Regions from separate parts of the Ovis aries genome. Here region 1 is linked to region 2. Evidence: chromatin contacts called from public Hi-C data. All regions are on one chromosome and are shown on one strand. The core of a region is the stretch at or near the end of the contact, and the rest is flanking DNA. Distances in the headings are between cores, read along the strand shown. Region 1 has its middle 58 kb from the start of AKAP6. Region 2 has its middle 150 kb from the start of ARHGAP5.

Region 1 (5,304 bases), core at 1,447-3,946, 300 kb before region 2:
TCTCTTTTGGGAGTATTCTTCCTGAACTCTACCTTTCTGCTTTCTAATTCTGCTACTAGACAGGCAAATTCACATTTTCAACTGCCTCTGAGATATATACTGAGATTTTGAGATCAGGTAATGTTGAATTCTCATAAGCTCTTTCAAGCAAGAAAAAAATTTTAAATACAAATAAAACCCCAAAACTACCAGGTGATAAAAAATGAAGATATCATTTGTCCAGATGTTGCTAAGTTAACAAGCGAATCATAGTAAACTTTGATCCAGTCACTTTCAATGAAAAGAGAACTTAAATTGACCTATTTTGGGGGCTCCAAAATCACTGCAGATGGTGACTACAGCCATGAAATTAAAAGACGCTTACTCCTTGGAAGAAAAGTTATGACCAACCTAGATAACATATTAAAAAGCAGAGACATTACTTTGCCAACAAAGGTCCGTCTAGTCAAGGCTATGGTTTTTCCAGTGGTCATGTATGGATGTGAGAATTGGACTGTGAAGAAGGCTGAGCGCCGAAGAATTGATGCTTTTGAACTGTGGTGTTGGAGAAGACTCTTGAGAGTCCCTTGGGCTGCAAGGGGATCCAACCAGTCCATTCTAAAGGAAATCAGTCCTGGGTGTTCATTGGAAGGACTGATGCTAAAGCTGAAACTCCAATACTTTGGCCACCTGATGTGAAGAGTCGACTCATTGGAAAAGACTCTGATGCTGGGAGGGAATAGGGGCAGGAGGAGAAGGGGATGACAGAGGATGAGATGGTTGGATGACATCACCAACTCGATGGACGTGAGTTTGAGCAAACTCCAGGAGTTGGTGATGGACGGGGAGGCCTGGTGTGCTGCAATTCATGGGTCGCAGCAGGGTCACAAAGAGTCAGACACAACTGAGAGACTGAACTGAATTCTTTCAGAAATAAGACCTCTTTCCCTCTCCCCTACCCCCACCCTTGGAAAAAAAGAATTCTAATTTAAAAGCTAACAGTCCTGTAGTGTTTTGTTTTTGCTGAAGAAATTTTTTCCTACAGTTTATTTCCTTTCCTTGAAAATAATATACACTAGGTCCTAAATATTTACCAGATGATACAGATCTGCCAGGGTTTTCAGCCAATTTTCCAAAGTTTTATGAAATCACTTCTTGGACATGTTTCTAACAATCTGGCCCATGAAAACGTAACTGGGGAGGATTGTTCCACCTTCTTCACATGGCCTCTAGGTCACAAGCCTCTGTGTGTGTCCATAGGAAACTCATACCCTGCAATTTTGAAAGTCCTTGCTCATTCAGAAGCAGTTGTTATCAACAGATAAATATACAAAAAAGTTTATTCTCTGGGAACATCTATTTCCAATGAAGACACCACGTGTTCTGGCTTCTGTACAAACTTACTTTCCCAGGCTCCACCTACTCAGATCTCAACTATCTGCCCTCTTAGCTAAATAATCCTCAAAAATAAATTTCTATTCAATTTTTACACACTAGCAATTTTCAATTCAGGGTCCACAGAGCCAAATACCAAACCTGCCTTAATTAGAGCAGCTTCACTTATATTTTTTTCTTTAATCTTTATAATTTTATTTGAATTAATGCTTTAAAACATACTGGGGGAAAATCATATGTTTCCATAAGTATAAACCTTAATAAAGAAGAAGGTCAGTTTCATTACTTCAGTTACTAGAATCGTCTAACTAATAGATATCAAAATGTCATATTTCCATTTAAAAATCTTCTGAAAGGATTATAAGCCTCTGAGAAATCTTAAGAAGAAACAGGAAGGTTGGGCTTTCACATCCTGTCCCCGTTGCCTTGAGGATTTGGCGGCCAAAAATCGAAGTCTTTCCCCAGGGGAGTCTCACAGACACATCCAGCCAGGAAGGTCACATCCCATGGAGAACTCCAGAGGAAGAAAATGATCCAAAGGGGTGTGAAACAAGGCCAAGCATTTACTATAGACCAAAATCCATCTATAAAGCAGCGACCCAGTTAGTGCGGAGACATTATCCTCATTCTACCATGCTATTATTTTTGTGTCTCTATGTGGGTCACAGCACAGAAAAATCCATGGAGGATTTGCCAGGGAAAATATGGAAGTTACTGCTGAGGATTGTTGACCTTACTTTTCTACTCTAGTAAGGTGACCACAGGGAGTAGCAAACCCAGACTTTGGGATCTCACAGACATAAGAAAATGTTTTTAAAAACTGACTCACAGTTGCTAACTTTTACTTTCACCCTGCAAATAAATGCTTGAGATGATAACTCTCATCTATTACTGTCATTTTGTAAAAGGGCATTTGAATACCAGAAAGGAGGGAGACTATGATCTCAGAGAAAAAGGGTTGACCTTTCCTAAACATATCAGCCTACTAACATCACACCCTGCCCCCTACTCAGACTGAATGTTCTGTTTTGTTCCAATTTAAACCAGTGAAAAGTACTTCACGGCAATCCCAGAACGTACTGTGTACCCAAAGAATGAGGCCAGAGGATCCCGTGATGCAGGCTCCGAAAGTGGCTTGGCCCTCACCTCGGCAGACTGGTAGGGAAATCCCTGAGAGATAACCCCACGTATGAGTTAAGGGGATCCAACAGAAAAACAAGTGCGTCCTGGCGACTTACAAGCTCTGCTGTGCCCTCTGCGCAGCCCTGGGAGAGGGATGGAGGGGGCAGGAGTGCGCACCCTCTTCCACACTGCAGCTTGGTCATCCTTTTCCAGCAGATGGCAGAACACACACATAGAAAACTCCAAAGCCACCCGGGGCTTGTGCCTCTTGGTTGGTCCCGGGTATGATTTCTTTAAGTCTTAAAAGAAGAAATTTCACAAAGAAAAAAGTCCCACCCACACTTCATCCAGAAACCTGTTTACACAGTACTTCACAGAAAGGCTGAAACTCTCTGCAAAGGGAAAGGCCACAAGGCAAAGAAAGCTTGACCCATAAACTGCAAGGACCAGGATCAACAGCTTCAAGATGTTAGAAAAGTCTAGCAAATAATTCATGTATTTTTAAAATTCTAAACCGAAAGCTTTTGTTAATCTGTTTAATTAATTTTTATCACATGTGCCTATAAAAGTACAGTTATGAACTGTCTTTACTAAAGAAGCTGATGGATTTTACATTGCCTCTTTCCAAGGAGAGAAGTCATACAGTATCCGAAGTTACTTCTGACACGGTGGGTCAGAACAGCCAAGAAAACGAATCTTGTGTCTCTACTGGAGTGTGTTTTCACAAAAGAAAAATCATGTTCCAAGCTAAAAAAAGTATTTCCTAAAATATGCTCTAATTGAATATTTCAGACACAATAGTAAGTAAGTAGGTCACTTGCTCTCTAGGATTCAAAGACTACCAGCCTGTGGTACTCCATTTCTATCCTGAACAGCAGAGTTAAAGAGAAAGTACTCCACACTACAAGAAAATCCTAAAGCTCTTTACAGCAGCAGCTGCAGCTCAGAGGTCAGATCTATGACCATGAGTTTTGTAGAGAATCTTTGAAAAAATTCATTAGTATCCTCAAAAGTGCCAGTAATTAAGCTTCCAAAAAAAATCTGCAACAAACATATCTATACTACCACCCTCCCTTCTAGGCAACTTCTAGTCAGAAAATGGTCCCAGGAATATATGCCCTAGAAACATTTTTTAAATAGCCTAAATTTGACTTTCAAATCATGCTCCTTCTCCACAATCTCCTTTTTTTTCAGAGTCTATCTGGTCCTGCCCCAAGTACTGCCAAACAAATACCCAGTGCTCCCAGGGACGCACCACACTCAGTGCTTTCCAGGATGATGCCTGCCATGCAAAAGAGAATATTAGAGCCAGAAAGGCTCTGACAGAGGAATTAATATCGCTGTTTCCAAAGATGAGGAAACCCTGGCTCTGAAAAATAAACTCCCTCAGGCCACAGTTGGCTGGTGCCAGAGTTATCCCCATCCCTCCAGGTCTTATCAGATTGTTCATTTTCTCCAGACAAGAACTGTGGGGCCAAAGTATCTGACTTCGTTATTACTTCTCTCGGAAAACAGATCTTTGTTGAAGGGGTTTTGGTTTGGAAAGTTCAGGAAAGACCAGTTGGAGCAGACACGATCTTGAACAGTAGGTACTTTCCATGCCCTCAAATCACATTCTGCCTGTAAACAGACTATGCTTAAAAAACGTAAGCACGGAGCATGGAGCTATGGGACCATTAGGCAACCACGAAGAATACAAGCACCGTGAAGGTAGGGACTCCCTTTTATTCACACCTAGTATGAATTCATTCCCAGTACTTAGAACAGAATTCTCACTGAATACTAGCTCAACAATAAATATTTGCGTGATGAACAAAATGAAGGAAGGGAGCATCCCTCTTCCATCTTCTCTAGAGTCCATCTCTACCCACTCTTTGCTTCCTCTTATACTTAAGTCTAGTTCCTTTAATCGAAACTCTGCTGTCAGGCAATACCTATCAGTCTACATTTTGCTGCTAAGTCACTTCAGTCGTGTCCAATTCTGTGCGACCCCATAGACGGCAGCCCACCAGGCTCACCTATCCCTGGGATTCTCCAGGCAAGAACACTGGAGTGGGTTGCCATTTCCTTCTCTAATGCATGAAAGTGAAAAGTGAAAGTAAAGTCACCCAGTCATGTCCGACTCTTAGTGATCCCATGGACTGCAGCCCACCAGGCTTCTCCGTCCATGGGACTTTCCAGGTGAGAGTACTAGAGTGGGCTGCCATTGCCTTCTCCAATTCTACATTTTAGCAGCCTTTAAACCACTGCTTAACTGTTTGGAAAAATGCTTTGGCCCCTTTGCAGGCTCAGTCTCAGTCAACAATGAAAGGCCTCTATGGCCAGACCATATCCATCTTCCTCCCCATGCACATGACCAAGGTGTGAAGTCTTTGGAAGAACAAAAAACTTATTCACAGGCCGTTAGCACCTTTCCCCAGCGACCTACAGATTCCCTCCTGAGGCTCTCCTTAGCTTTCACATCTTGTAAAATAATCTAAAACCCTATTCTCCTGCTGCCTCTATCTTCCTTTCTCAGCAACTTAGAAGCTGTGCTGCTTTTGCAGATTTAGGCTCAGCTGTCCTTTCATTAAAGAAGGCTAAGACGCTTGTCTCTTACTCTTCACTCATCGAAGCCCAAGCACCTCACCTCATTAAGCAGGAGCCCATTCTCACCCTTTCACACATTAGGGGGTGCTGTTGCTATAGCCAGACCCAAGGATGTTGGAGTCAGGGAGGAAAGGGAAGTGACCAAGCTCTCAGGGTTCTGGGAGACATTCCTATCTGGGCCTCTCTGCACAAACCCACTGCACAGTTTCTCAGAATCAA
Region 2 (4,991 bases), core at 671-3,170:
TTTTACCCAAGCCTAAAATAGGTTAACTCAGTTGTATCTGTTTAACAAGACTTGATTAAGCTCAATGTTAAGGACTTTCTAATAATAATAATAGCTAATATTTATTTAGTGCTTATTATACGCCAAAATCTTTACATGCCTTACCTCATTAATCCTCACAAATCCCCATGAGATGGACATTACTTTTTATCACCATTTACAGAGGAGGAAACAGAGGGTGGGTGTGTCACAGTCATACGGAAGACAATGATGGAATAGGAATTAGATGACAGAGAGACCCAATCACAGAGATTATCCTTTTAACCACTTTTAACTACTGTATCTTTATAAAGATGGAAGGAGAGTGCATACACAGTGGCACCAGAGCTGATGGCATTAGATCAGACACATGTTTGGGCTAGAATACCCATAAAGTCCTCTTAGGCTACAACACTGAGATTTTACACTGCCTTGCAACCTTAAGATCTGCGTGTTTCATTTATCCCTACAGAACTGCTATCAAAATGAATTGTTTGTTATGAGTGGAAAATAAGCATAAGAACTACTGCTAAGGAACAGAAAGATAAACCACATGTTGAGATGCATTCTAAGTCTGTAGGTCAAATTGCATTACAACAACCCTCAGGGGCATGGTATTTGTTCACTCGACAAATATTTATTATACAACTTGGTATGGTTCTAGGTGCTTGGTACATAGCAATGAACTAAACAGTCAAAGGTCCCTGCTTTGTGGATTTTACAGTCTTGTGGGGGGAGGGAAAATAAACAGTAAACATTATAGCTGAGCAAATTATATAGTATATTAGAAGGCTTTAAGTCCTTGATCACAGTTGTAGTTTTAAATTAGGCTGGCAGGGGAGACCTCTTTGACATCTAAACAACAACTTGAAGGAGGTAAGAGAGTCAGTCATGTAGATCTCTGAAGGAGAAACGTTAGAAGCAGAGGATATTACCAACGCAAAGAGCCTGCCTGGTTGGAGGAACAGCAAAGGGGCCCCTTGGGACTGGGCAGGGTTAGGGCGCCAGCAAAGAGGAAGAGGGGAGGCCCAAAGAGTTAGGCAGGGTGACGGGTCTTCCAGGCCATTGTCAAGACTTTGGCTTTAATTCTAGGTGAGATGAGGAACTGAGGTGGGACTGAAAGCAGAGAACTGACATGATCCAACTTACATGAGTACATTAAGATGCACCACATTTTATGTTGTTTTGACTTTAAAATGTTCTTTACCACTGAGATCGCTGCGCCTGAGGAAACAGCTGATACCTAAATGAAAGTCTGTACAATGTGCTGAGAACTGCATGGGCCTTGTGACTGGAGTGGAAGGAGAGGGGGTTGGTGGATTTGAGTAAAAATAGTTTTGTCATTTAGTGCAGAGCTGCTAGATGGAATAACTAATAACGATAGCTGTAAAGGTCACTGCAAATAATAAGTGCTATTAAACACTAACCAATACTTAAAAATAAAAAGCTTATCATTATTCTTTGGCCTAGGAGTCAGGACCTCTGGCCGCCCGCGGGGCTCCACCAGCCTGTTATTGCTCCGGAGTCTTTAAAGGACTTTTCCTTCAGCCGGGTTATCTGATGACTGAATCTCCCATCAACAGCACTGGTGGAAGGAACCGAATTGTTTGCCATGTGTACTTGGCAACAAAACAATCTTGAGGGTAGGGGTTGATGAACATTTGTTTAAAAAAACAAAAACAAAAACAACCACTGATTCATAAGTTGCCCTTATAAGACTCCCTGAAAAGCACTGAGTGTTTAAATGAGTGACTTGGGGATGCAGGTAAAAAGCTCTTGCAACGAGCTGTTTATACCAATCCATTGGGTCATGGAAATTTTGCTCAAGATTTATTTGTGTGGGAATAACACTAGACTACTAGCTTGCCAGTGCCAGCTTTGAAACTGACACAATGAATAGCTATTGTTCTTGACATTGTATCCGGCCGCTCACATCCACACACACTGAAGATGACCTTCCTCTCTAGAAATAACTTCCAGCCATTATATATATTTTTAATTGTTACTGGGATACGCAATGTTCTAGATGCCTGGCAAGGAGGGAAATTGTATAAAGATATTTCAGATTCTCTCCTTGAAAGGATTCCACAACCTCTCTTTTTTGGTAAGTTAGGTCACTGAGGTTATTGCATTCCAGCATAATGAGATATGTGAAGAGGTTATTAAATAAAGGGTGGAGAAATGAAATAAGTTATTAAAAGTTATTAAGCATCTATCAAGTACCAGAGTCTGTGTGATTATATCATTTTGTTTCACCATCACAAGCCCATAAGAACAGATACTCTCCTCTATGTTGAAGATGAGGCAGCTAAGGCTGGGAGAGATTAAGTCACTTGCTTCAATTACTTAATAAGTGTCAGAGCTGGGATTTGCACTTAAGTCAGTTGGCTCCAATCCAGAGGCACCTGACACAGATCTGCCCTCGAGAAGGCTGTCATCTAGTGGGTGAGGCAGGACTGACACACAGAAATCCATTGGAGAAAAATACCAGCAATACAGAATCAATGCTCATAATCCATGTGATCAGGAGTTCTGATTCCAATTCTATAAATGAGTAGGAAAGTGAAGTGAAAGTGTTAGTTGCTTAGTCGTGTCCAACTCTTTGCGATCCCGCAGACTGTAGCCCGCCAGGCCCCTCTGTCCATGGAATTTTCCAGGCAAGGATTCTGGAGTAGGTGGCCATTCCCTTCTCTAGGGGGAGATTCCCAACCCAGGGATCGAACACAGGTCTCCTGCATTTCAGGCAGATTCTTTACTGTCTGAGGCACTAGGGAAGCTGAAAAGGCCCTAAACAAAGTGCTTACAGGGACATTAGTGAAGGGACCAAAGGAAGCATGATTTTTTCTAACAATGGCAAAATTGCTTCAAATGATCTAAGATGCCTGAGAAGATGGGCATGAGGCTGCAGGCCCAAGACAGCACTGCCCACCTTCTGACTCACACATTTTCCCTCAAGTTCCATGGTGTGCAGGATAACAGATGTGGGCTAGAAGGTGTCAGATTAAAAGCAAAATCCTAAGACATTAAGGTAAAATGTGAATTAAGTCACAAAGACAGCAAATAGGACTCACTGGTAACTATGAAAATAAGACTGAAAGGTGACTGATGACCTGCTAAAGTTTTAGGAAATCTTTAGCTTCTAGGATGTCTGCCTTCTTTCTTGTCATGCACTGGGCTTTACTCTGGGAATGGCCAGTGTGTTAGTTACTAAGCTATAAACAACCTCCTATGCTCTACCTTGTGATTCTGAAAATAGAACCACAAGGAACAGAAATGGCTGTTTAGGATGTTGACTGGAAGAAAAGTGGTTCTTCTGGCCAGGGCAGACCACTGCGGTGCTGAACGGTCTACACAAATATCCCCTAAAGTCATACGTGATCCCCATCATGCAAGAGGGTAAGCAATTTCCCTACTGGGAATCTAGAACTCAGCTATTCCGTGTCACCAACTGTGGGGATCAGGATGTTATTCCTGGAAGTAACTGGTCCAGGCATCCCAGTGTGGCCAGGGGTCCCACACAGAAGAGGCAGTGGGAACACTTCCTGGTTGACTACTCCATCAGGGCCGTAGGATTTGGCTATCTTACCCCTTGACAGCTACTTCTGCCACCACTGGCTAATCATTCATGTGCTCCACCACCTCAATGCTCCCTCAGCTCTGAAAGTACCAAGCAGGTAGGTGTGGCAATAACTGGGACCCTGGACCCCAGGCAGCGCAGATCCAACTCCTACCAAGACCACAGCGTAGTTAACACTTTGGAGGTGAAACTGGAAAGGAACAAAGGCCAAAAAAAAAAGAAGTACAGCCTCTCTTTTTGTCCTATAATCTATCTTTTGATCTTTTAATATATAGATATAATACGATAATATGCATCTGTTTTTACACGGTGAAAGAACATGAGTTGGTTTGGTCAGAGATGAACTGTGACCTCTCTAAGAAAGACTTCACTCACAGAGCGGCAAAGAGAGTTGCATTGGCACACGTGCAGACGTCACAGGGACTCGACTGAATCTTACCAAGAATACGCAACTCCATGGCCCTCCCACAGGAGCAACTGCATCTGTTAGAGTTTCTGCCACTTTGTTTTCAGGCATCTCTGCTGAACAATTGCACACCTATTTGCTTTTTTATCATTCTAATATTGAAATTTTGTATAAACCTGATTGTGAAACAGCCACCAGAGAGATGTGGCTTTGGTGTGACACCAAGCATAACATGGAGCGTGAAGTCAGTTAACAACAAAAAGAGATACACTTCCTGGTGTAATAAATTTAAAGAAACAAGCTAAATCTTTTATATCTTCTCTGTGTAAAGAGCACTTTCTGTGGATGGGAACTATTTTGAAAAATTCCACAGAAGAACAATGATTGACAGTGGGCTGGGTTGTCTTCCCTTGGTCCCTCCACATCCACTCACCACCCTCTCTTGAGTGCTGCTCCAGAAAAGTGCAGCCTGTAGACCATGTCAGCGGGCTCTTGTGCTTCCCAGCTTCCTGTTAGCTTCTGCTAATGGGGAGTTCACAAGAGACGGGGCCACTGTTCAAACTGTCACTGGCAAATCAGAATTTCTGTCTTGGGACTTCCCTGGTTGTCCAGCGGTTAAGAATCCTCCTGCCAATGTAAGGGACACAGGTTTGATTCCTGGTCCAGGAAGATTCTACATGCCGTGGGGACAGAGCCCGCGCTCAAGAGCCATGCACCGCAGTGAGCAGCCTGTGCAGTAGAGCAGCCCCCGCTTGGCGAAACTGCAGAAGTCCCGAGTGCTGCAACGAAGACCTAGTGCAGCCACAAATTAAAAACAAACAAAAAAGCCCCAACTAAGAATCCTTGAAAAACAAAGCCCTTTCAGGTTTACTGTGTCCTTGGCCTAAGGTCACTTCTTTCTGTATATCATGGCCACCCCTCTGCCATCCATCAGGGGCCAGGGGAGGGCAGTTTTCCTGCTCTTAGTCCTGGGTTCCTGCTTGACCTCCA

What was found. A called contact is a pair of places that touch in the nucleus more often than the background predicts.
Region 1: a Hi-C map of hypothalamus shows a contact between it and region 2, with 3 times the contacts expected there. The contact joins two enhancer-like sites. A contact is called at or near these places in 3 of 16 Hi-C or Micro-C datasets (hypothalamus and tail adipose tissue).

Annotation. Positions count from the first base shown.
Region 1 is chr18:40,415,238-40,420,541 of ARS-UI_Ramb_v3.0, reverse strand. No RefSeq gene overlaps it. Among named protein-coding and RNA genes, the nearest start is that of AKAP6, 58 kb to the left of the region's middle. Within about 2 kb of position 2,696, at least 16 of the 54 cell types and tissues checked have an H3K27ac peak or open chromatin away from gene starts, as enhancers often do. A contact at or near this core is called in hypothalamus, where this site is marked.
Region 2 is chr18:40,113,495-40,118,485 of ARS-UI_Ramb_v3.0, reverse strand. No RefSeq gene overlaps it. Among named protein-coding and RNA genes, the nearest start is that of ARHGAP5, 150 kb to the left of the region's middle. Within about 2 kb of position 1,920, at least 11 of the 54 cell types and tissues checked have an H3K27ac peak or open chromatin away from gene starts, as enhancers often do. A contact at or near this core is called in hypothalamus, where this site is marked.